2 separate regions of the Mus musculus genome follow, and region 2 is linked to region 1. The links are chromatin contacts, called in public Hi-C maps. All regions are on one chromosome and are shown on one strand. The core of a region is the stretch at or near the end of the contact, and the rest is flanking DNA. Distances in the headings are between cores, read along the strand shown. Region 1 has its middle 31 kb from the start of Stam2. Region 2 has its middle 26 kb from the start of Fmnl2.

The links. A called contact is a pair of places that touch in the nucleus more often than the background predicts.
Region 2: a Hi-C map of the CH12 cell line shows a contact between it and region 1, with 2.2 times the contacts expected there. The contact joins two enhancer-like sites. A contact is called at or near these places in 1 of 39 promoter capture datasets (the 3T3-L1 cell line), 1 of 15 datasets of contacts at CTCF or cohesin (the NIH/3T3 cell line), 32 of 484 Hi-C or Micro-C datasets (the AML12 cell line, the C3H10T1/2 cell line, the CH12 cell line and 25 more) and 1 of 115 datasets of contacts at active chromatin or transcription factors (forebrain).

Annotation. Positions count from the first base shown.
Region 1 is chr2:52,771,397-52,775,638 of GRCm38.p6, reverse strand. No RefSeq gene overlaps it. Among named protein-coding and RNA genes, the nearest start is that of Stam2, 31 kb to the right of the region's middle. Within about 2 kb of position 2,573, at least 5 of the 459 cell types and tissues checked have an H3K27ac peak or open chromatin away from gene starts, as enhancers often do. A contact at or near this core is called in the CH12 cell line, where this site is marked.
Region 2 is chr2:52,829,319-52,833,658 of GRCm38.p6, reverse strand. No RefSeq gene overlaps it. Among named protein-coding and RNA genes, the nearest start is that of Fmnl2, 26 kb to the left of the region's middle. Within about 2 kb of position 2,883, at least 8 of the 459 cell types and tissues checked have an H3K27ac peak or open chromatin away from gene starts, as enhancers often do. A contact at or near this core is called in the CH12 cell line, where this site is marked.

The DNA.
Region 1 (4,242 bases), core at 1,324-3,823:
CCTCGTTTCCCCAGAGGATAGAAGAGGTTAGTATATTCCCAGTAACTGGAATTTTAGGTGACTGTGAGCCTCCGTTTGAGTATTAGGAACTAAACTTTGGTCCTCTGAAGAAAAACAGTACACGAAAACTCTGAGCTGGCATCTCTGAGTTAAAATTTTAAAAGAAAATCAGAGTAACTGTCTATTTTTCTTTAAGGTACAGTTTAAGTAGACTGTCAACTGTGATGGTGTTAAGTGTCAACATGATAGAATTTAGAAACATTTGTGAGATTTAAAAGCATTATGCCTATCCACTATATATGGCACTATTCCTTGGTTGAGATCTCAAAATGAAAAACAGAAAGAAGAGGAGGAGGTGGGAGAAGAAGAAGAAAAGAAGGAGAAGAAAGAGAAGAAGAAGAAGAAGAAGAAGAAGAAGAAGAAGAAGAAGAAGAAGAAGAAGAAGAAGAAGAAGAAGAAGAAGAAGAAGAAGAAAGAAGGAGAAAGAGGAGGAGGAGGAAGAGGAGGAGGAGAAGAAGAAAGAGAAGGAGGAGAAGAAGAAAGAGAAGGAGGAGAAGGAGGAGAAGGAGATGGAGACAATGAAGAAGAACTGAGCAGTAGGAGGCATTCCTTGTTCTCTGCCTCCTCTATGTAGATGCTGTGACCAGCTGCTTCCTGTCCTGCAGCCACACCATCCCTGCCCATTGCCACCTTGTACTCCCTGGGACTGTATTCATTGTATTCCTTGGAACTGTAAGTCAAAATAAACCCTTTGTCTCTTAGGTTGCTTTCTTTTGTGTATTTTATCACAGCAACAGAAAACTAAGACAAATATTATAACTTACTAAGTTAAGGAAATCCTGTATGTTCTTAATACTTTGTTAACTCTCAGTTACTATGCCTGCAAAAGTTCAATGAAAAAGACAACAGTATCTGAAGTATTCTCAAGAGGCTAATAGTAGAGAAGAATGGAGACTCAAGATGAGAATGACATTCAGAGAAGAGAACAGACACTTGTGTGATTATGTAAATGGTAACAAAGTAACCCTTCCTTAATTAGCATAAGTTGCAGACTGAGTAAATTACCCATTCAGTGTAAATGAGCTGGCTGGGTAACTGGTATACATGGCATTCAGCTACTCTGTACGTGTTTGATTCCATTTTATTTTTAGTCAAGAATAGAATAAAATGCACAACATGTGATATTTTTAACCTAGTCTTTGAGGGAAACAATTAACTCAGAAATAACAATAAAATGGTAAAATAAAAGATATAAAAATAAGCTGCAGTTATTTAAGAGTTTGATTACCTAAATGAGTCACTGACCTCTGAAATATTTTTTTTTTGTCTAATAAAATTCTCTTGATTTCAATAAAATTCTCTTGAATTAATTCAAATTTGTCTACATATCAGATGGATTCAATCTCTCTGTATTTGGACTATGACTAATTGGGGAATTGTTTATTATTTTATTAAAACTCTTAATGTTATCTTAATTCTTACCTATATTTTTGTTTATTAAAGATCTGTTGTCTTTTATAAACTTTACCTTCTTTCCAGAAAATGCTGAAATGTTAGAAATATTTAACACTTCTCCCTTCTCCCTTTTAATACACAATTGTTTAGAATCTCCTCAGATGTTAAAAATAAAAGGCGATTAGTATCATTGTCTGCACAGTAAACACTCATAGGTTTCTGATTGTTTTTATTTTATCCCTTGCACTATAGTCCATACCTCTGCTCGTCCCCTTAAACAGCACTCTAGTGAGCTCTGCAAGGGACAAATTCTCTTAGGTCCTGCTTGTCTGGAATGTTAGCTCTCTTTCATTTATTGAAGATATCTTTCACTGCACATAGATTACTACCTTGGTCATCCCCAGCCAAAGGCATTTAAGTTATCAAACCATGTTTCCTGGTTTTCTTTGTTTCTGATGGAACTTTGCTCATGGTCTTAGTGACCTAATCATATGTCCTATAACAATGTATCAGGTCAACTACAAACAGCTTATGTGATGTTATTGTGAGATGCTCATGGTCTTAGTGACCTAGTCATATGTCCTATAACATTTGACTTCAGCTTTCTTTTTCTTTTGAGATTATAATTACATCGTTTCTCCCTTTCATTTCCTTTCTGATTTTAGTTTTCTGTATGTTTGTTTTGTTTTTAGAAAAAAAAAGTTTCAAAAGTAAAAACTAAAAATTAAAAATACATAAAAGCTTACAGAATAAAGATATAGATGAAACTCTTAAAGAATTAATAAAATGTTACAAACCCACAAACATGATTTAAACATATGTTAATTTTTATGTACAATATGTCTTGTGTTTTCAGCTAAATACAAGAACTTTTTTTTTAAATTAAGGAGATTTATGGAGTAAAAATGTTATAGTAAACTAAGGCTAGCTTGTCATCTTCATAAGGACCTGTGACTGAGAACAGTAGGGATAACAAAAGACAGAGAGAGAGAGAGAGAGAGAGAGCACATCTGGGGTTGTGAAGGACTTAACAGGATCACAGAAAAGCTTGCAGAAGCAGAAAGGCTGTGAAGCCTCAGCGCCCCCCCTCCCCCCCTTTCTCCGCAGAATCTCGTGTCTCTGAGCCTGTACATCCTCAGAGCTGGTCCATGCTTAGAGCTTCATCACACCAGCAATGCTTGGACCCGTACACTGTGCACCCCACTCCCGGCCCCTGCCTCCACTTTGGCAAAGCTAACTTCACTTTGAATTTCTTCACTGATTTCTGGCTGGCAGGGTTCCAGCAGTTGGGGACAATGGGTTCTGTACATTTAATCTCACAGTCTCATCAGCAGCAATCAGTCAGAACTGATCAAGACTCAAAAAAAAAAAAATCTATGAATCCTGGGATAGAGGGAACTTAAGGGGCAATAAATAGCACAGAAAAGTTATGCAATAAAGTTACAGAAGAAAAGTTCCCAAATCGAAGGGAGGGTATGAGCATCCAATGAAAAGAGACATTCAGAACTTCAGAAAGGGGCTGGAGAGATGGCTCAGCGGTTAAGAGTGCTGACTGCTCTTTCAGAGATCCTGAGTTCAATTCTCAGCAACCACATGGTGACTCACAGCCATCTGTAATGGGATCTGATGCCACCTTCTGGTGTGTCTGAAGACAGCTACAGTGTACTCATATACATAAAATAAATAATTAAAAAAAAAAAAAGAACTTCAGAAGGCTAAATAAGAAAGGAACCTCTCCAGGACACATTACGTAAACACGCAGACTGCATAGTAAAGAACAACATTAAACACTGCAAGATCAAAACACCAGCTTGTAAGCAGAACTTATTAGAATAGTATCAGATGTTTCAGCACACACCCAGAAGGGCAGGGAAGTGTCAAACAATGCATTTCAGGCCTTGAGAAACAACTTCCCAGCTAAGGTTACCCTATTCAGTGAAGTTATTAAAATCAATGGAGAAATAACAACCTCTCAAACACAAATTACAGAATCCTAAACCCAGGGGAGGAAGAAAGACAGTCACAAGTGTGAGAACTCAGGGAAGGGAGCCACTAAGCTATCCAACCTCTGAGATGAGTGGGAAAGAAAAACCAGCAAATAATGTTTGAAACCACCAGGAAAGGAGAAATAAAACAAAAGCATTTAGCTATAACCCTAAATGTAAATGTTCGCAACTTTCCAATTAAAAAATGAAGACTGGCTGACTTGATTACATGGTAGTAGATGCTTTTCAGGCAGATGGATCTTGCTGAATTTAAGGCCAGGCTGGTCTACATAACAAGTTCCAAGCATGTCAGGGCTACTCAGTGAAACCACGTGAAAAGAAAAAAGAAAAGAAAAGAAAAGAAAAGGAGAGAAAAGGAGAGAAAAGGAGAGAAAAGGAGAGAAAAGGAGAGAAAAGAAAGGAGAAAAGGGGAGGGGAGGGGAGGGGAGGGGAGGGGAGGGGAGGGGAGGGTAGGGAAGGGAAGGGAAAAGGAAAGGAGATCCTGGCCTGGCAAGATTGATCAGTGGGTGAAGGTATTCGCAGAAGAAGCTTGGTGACTTGAGTCCATATCAAAGTAGGAAGTGAACACTCACTCTACCCAGATGTCCTCTGATCTACACACACACCCTACACACACTGTGTACACACACACAATAACAATAAAAATGAAAACAAACAAACAAAAAAACCCTATCAATAGTAAGATCCAACTGTCTGTTGTTTTCAAAGCACACTACCAAAGGCCCATATGTACTCAGTGAAAGAGTAGAGAATAACATATGAGGATATGAGCAGAGCCTCG
Region 2 (4,340 bases), core at 1,634-4,133, 58 kb before region 1:
AAAACTACTTTAGCTAAAACATAAATGAACCTATTTAGTTAAGTAAAACTGAAATAAATCATAATACTGGTAAATATAAATGAATAAAACTGGAAACGTGGTGTAGAGTAGCAGACTCTTGGAATACACTGCTCCTCAATGAATTTTTTCATTATATTTGTTGGTTTCTACTGTTGGTTTCTACTCTGTGCGGCACTCTTGACAAAGATGAGACCACTTGACAGTTAAATCCCAGATTAACCAAACAGGGTCATCAGTCTCCCTTCCAGGGAATCATAATTCACACTAGTGAGGGAATAAATCTCTGCTTATTTCCACAGGCACAGATTTGCAGAAGGAAGGAGAAACTGGGAAGAGAAGTAGAGAAGTGCAGTCCGTCCCTCTGGCAGTTTCTGTGCTGCTAGGACAAGGGTGGCAAGCCAATGAACCTTCAGAGCTTGCAAGACACTCTGAACAAGCTGCAGAGACCAAGAGGCCAAAGAGAGTAAGAAAGAGCCTTCGCTTTTCTGTGAATGGGAGGTTGCCGAGGGCAGGAGCTCCAGAAAATGGTCAGAGCAGACAGAAAGGATGTTGCTGGATCTTAACGTCCCCTCCAGCTTCAGTAACACGTGCTGCACACAAGCGCTTTCTTTTTGCTTTTGCTTACTGGACCAGAGAAGAGCTATAAGAAGTTAAAGGGTTAGGGGGAATGATTGAAGAATGCCTGTTATTTCTTAATCATATATTTATTCAGTTGACAAATGTATTGATTGTCATCATTTATCATGGGCAGAATACAAATGCCAGGCACAGAGAACGGAGTTCTGACATCACAACTTACAGTCAGTGGGAGACTCGACATATAAATTGCAAATTAGCACCACGACAAATGGTGTAGAGGAAAGAAAGTCTAGGTGCTGCGAGGCAGGGGCTTTCTGCGTGTGCTTGCCCATCAAATCCAGAGGCTGGTGTGGCAACAGATCCAGTGTAGGACTTTAGCATTTTCATCTGGTACATTCTGACTGCAGCTCTGCCAGGTCTGTGCCACAGGTAGGTAGGTGTCCTGTTGAGTTCTCAGAGCTTCTCTGACACTGTGGTGAGGTGTTGGAACTAAATGGCAGATGGGGACCACTGCACAATGCTTTGTTCTTTCTCAGTTCTGCTAGAAGAGTTTGTTACCCATATCATAAGGCCTCGAAGAAGGTCCCCTGGAATTGGGAAATCTCTGTGATACATTCTTGCTTGTTTTTGTTTGTGTTTTTGTTTGCTGGTTTTTGGTTTTGGGTTTTTTGAAACAGGATTTCTCTGTGTAACATACTTGGCTATCTTAGAACTTGCTTTGTAGTCTAGGTTGGCCTCTAACTGAGAGATCTGCCTGCCTCTGCCTCCTGAGTGCTGGGATTAAAGCTGTGAGCTACCAGGCCAGACAATAAGTGTTTGTTTTTTTTAACATAATATTTTTATTGAGTAATTGGAATGTCACATAGTACACCCATCACCCTTACTTCCCAGTCCTCCCAGGTCTCCCCCTACCTTTGTGCCCTCCAAAAGTTCAATCTGTGTTGCTTATATAGTCACTGGAGCATGGTTAAACTCTTGGTGGGCAGCCCCTCAAAGAAAAGTAATTCCTTCCTCACCCTATTCTTGCCAGTATCCACTTATTGTGGAGAGCTACACTTAACATCTTTAACATAATTCTTAAGAGTTTTCTTGGCTAGCTTCCTGTCTAGGTTGTTACTTTTGCGGGGAGAGTTACACTGAAGCCTTCTATGTCTCTCATTCTCAACTGTGTCTGCAGTCATCCACACCACTGCAGAGGAAGCTTCCTTGCCTTTTACAAGTCAGAAAGAGCATGGACCATGGACTTCCTCATGGTATCTGGTGACAACATGACACCACAGACGAGGGCCATTAATATGGCTTCAGGTGGCAGCACAGACCACAAACATTAGCATGGTCTCTGGTGGTAACTCAGGCCTCAGACATCAACATGGTGAAGTTTCTCTCCTCCCACTACTCCACTCCTCAATCCTTCATTGCAGTGGCACTAATTGCAGTGACATTGGAAACTGCAGTGCATTAGCTGCAGTGGCACTGGAAACTGCAGTGCATTTATTGCAGTGACACTGGAAACTGCAGTGCATTTGTTGCGGTGTCACTGGAATCTGCAGTACATTCATTGCAGTGGCACTGGAAACTGCAGTGCATTCATTGCAGTGTCACTGGAAACTGCAGTGCATTCATTGCAGTGTCACTGGAAACTGCAGTGTGTCACTCAGTATATATTTTTTGCTTGCACAGTGCTACCTGCAATACTTACTGCCAGTTGCTCTGGTAGTTTAAGGCCTCTGGTCTCTGAAGTATCATAAACACCAGACTACTGCTGAGATGTCTTCAACCACAGCCATGCTTCAGGTTTTCATTTTTGGAGGCGATGATATGCTCCCAGATCTGCAGCACTGGCTCCTCCCAGCCAGCCAGCAGCTCACAGATGCAGAAAGTCTTGGGATTGACCAGCTAGAAACACTGGATCTGGACCCAAACGGCTGCTGAGTTGCTCAGCTCCTATGTGGTGGGCCCTTCTGAGGGCCAATAAATGCTTTTTAGAAAGAAAAGGATATAGGATTTTTTTAATGTATATTTGAGTTAGAGGTGTTTTGTGTTTGTTGTGAATAGCATAAAAATTGCGTTCTAACTATTATTCAGTTTAAAGAAAAAAACCTAGTGAGTGAAGTCAACACACATCATCCTGCTTTTTCCCACAACTTAATTTATTTTTATTTTTATTGTTATCATCATCATCATCCTTGTAGGAGATGTGAGTGTGGGTGTACATATGCTGTGCATGTAGAGGTAAAGGAACAGCTTTCAGGAGTCAACTCATACTGTCGTCGACCTTATGAAGCAGGGTCTACGTGTTCCTGCTGCTGTGGAGTATACTCCCTGCCTGCTGGGCTGTGAGCTACTGGACGGTTTCACATCCTCATCACCCATTTCACCAGAGCACTGTTGGGATCACATCTGCATGCCACTGCTTTTTGATGTAGGTTCTGAGGATTGAACTCAGAGATTAACTCAGCTCCTGAGGCTCATCCAGCAAGAGCTTTTACCCACTGAGCCACTGAGCCACCTCTCAAGCCCTCATCCTGTCTTACTTTTGTATTGGTTGCAGTTTTTTTTAAAGTGAATGACCATTTATTTATTCGTACTGCAGTTACTTGTTTGTGAACCACAAATGGAGGTTGACTATTAATTTTTATACTTTAAGGCAGGGCATAGTGGTATTTACCTTTAATCTTAGGAGACAAAGGCAGGCAGATCTCTATGAACTTGAGGCTAGCATGGTCTAGACCATTGAGTTTCCAAACCAGCCAGGGCTACACAGTGAAACTTGTCTAAAAAAAAAAAGAAGGCAAATGTAAGACATCAGCAAAAATCAGTGAAAACATAAAGAATTAAGGTTTAACAACTCTCTGTGTGTGTGTGTGTGTGAGAGAGAGAGAGAAAGAGAGAGAAAGAGAGAGAGAGAGAGAGAGAGAGAGAGAGAGAGAGAGAGGAGCAGGGGACTATTGGGAGGAAGAAAAGAACCTGAGGAAAGGTTTATCAGTAAGAACAATGTGTGTGTATGTGCACATGCATGCGTGCATGAGCCCACATATGTTGTATATGTATGAATATGAGCAAAGTACAATAATATACATGTATGAAAATATCATAGTAAAACATATTACATCCAGTAAAGTATTCTATAAATTAAGACAGCTATATGGAATTAACTATAAGGAAATCTGTACTTTTTGTTATAATTTAGAAATTATACACTACACATAATCTTTGCCAGGAAAACATAAGCCACATGTTTGTGCATGTATATTCCCACATAATTTTTCCCAGAGAATGGGTTACTAAGCATTCACCCCATTCACCCGATCCATTGCTTTTTAGTCATTGAAGCCTTTCCCCTCTGTCTCCATCTTGACAGTGCTAGGATAATAGGCATTTACCAGCATATCTGCCTCTATGTAAGTCTTTATTTCACACTCCGTTTTGGGGTTCCTTCAATTTAAGACAATCATAATCAGATATGGTTCAAAACTTCAGAGTCTCAGAATGAGAATTTGGAGCTAGTAGTAGGTGTTACCAATAAGAAGGCAATAAGGAGGGTATTGGTGGTAAACCATGCTATGTAGTAATACCACGAGTAGTAAGAGTCTCATCGCTGGTAACTGGAGTAAAGTTTCACATGGAAGCTGCTGCAGTGGGTAATGTGGGCAGAAGGAACAGTACCAGGTCACTGTCTGGACTGTGGAGTTACAGATCCTGCTTCTTCACATTCTTTTCATAGACCTTGAATTGTACTT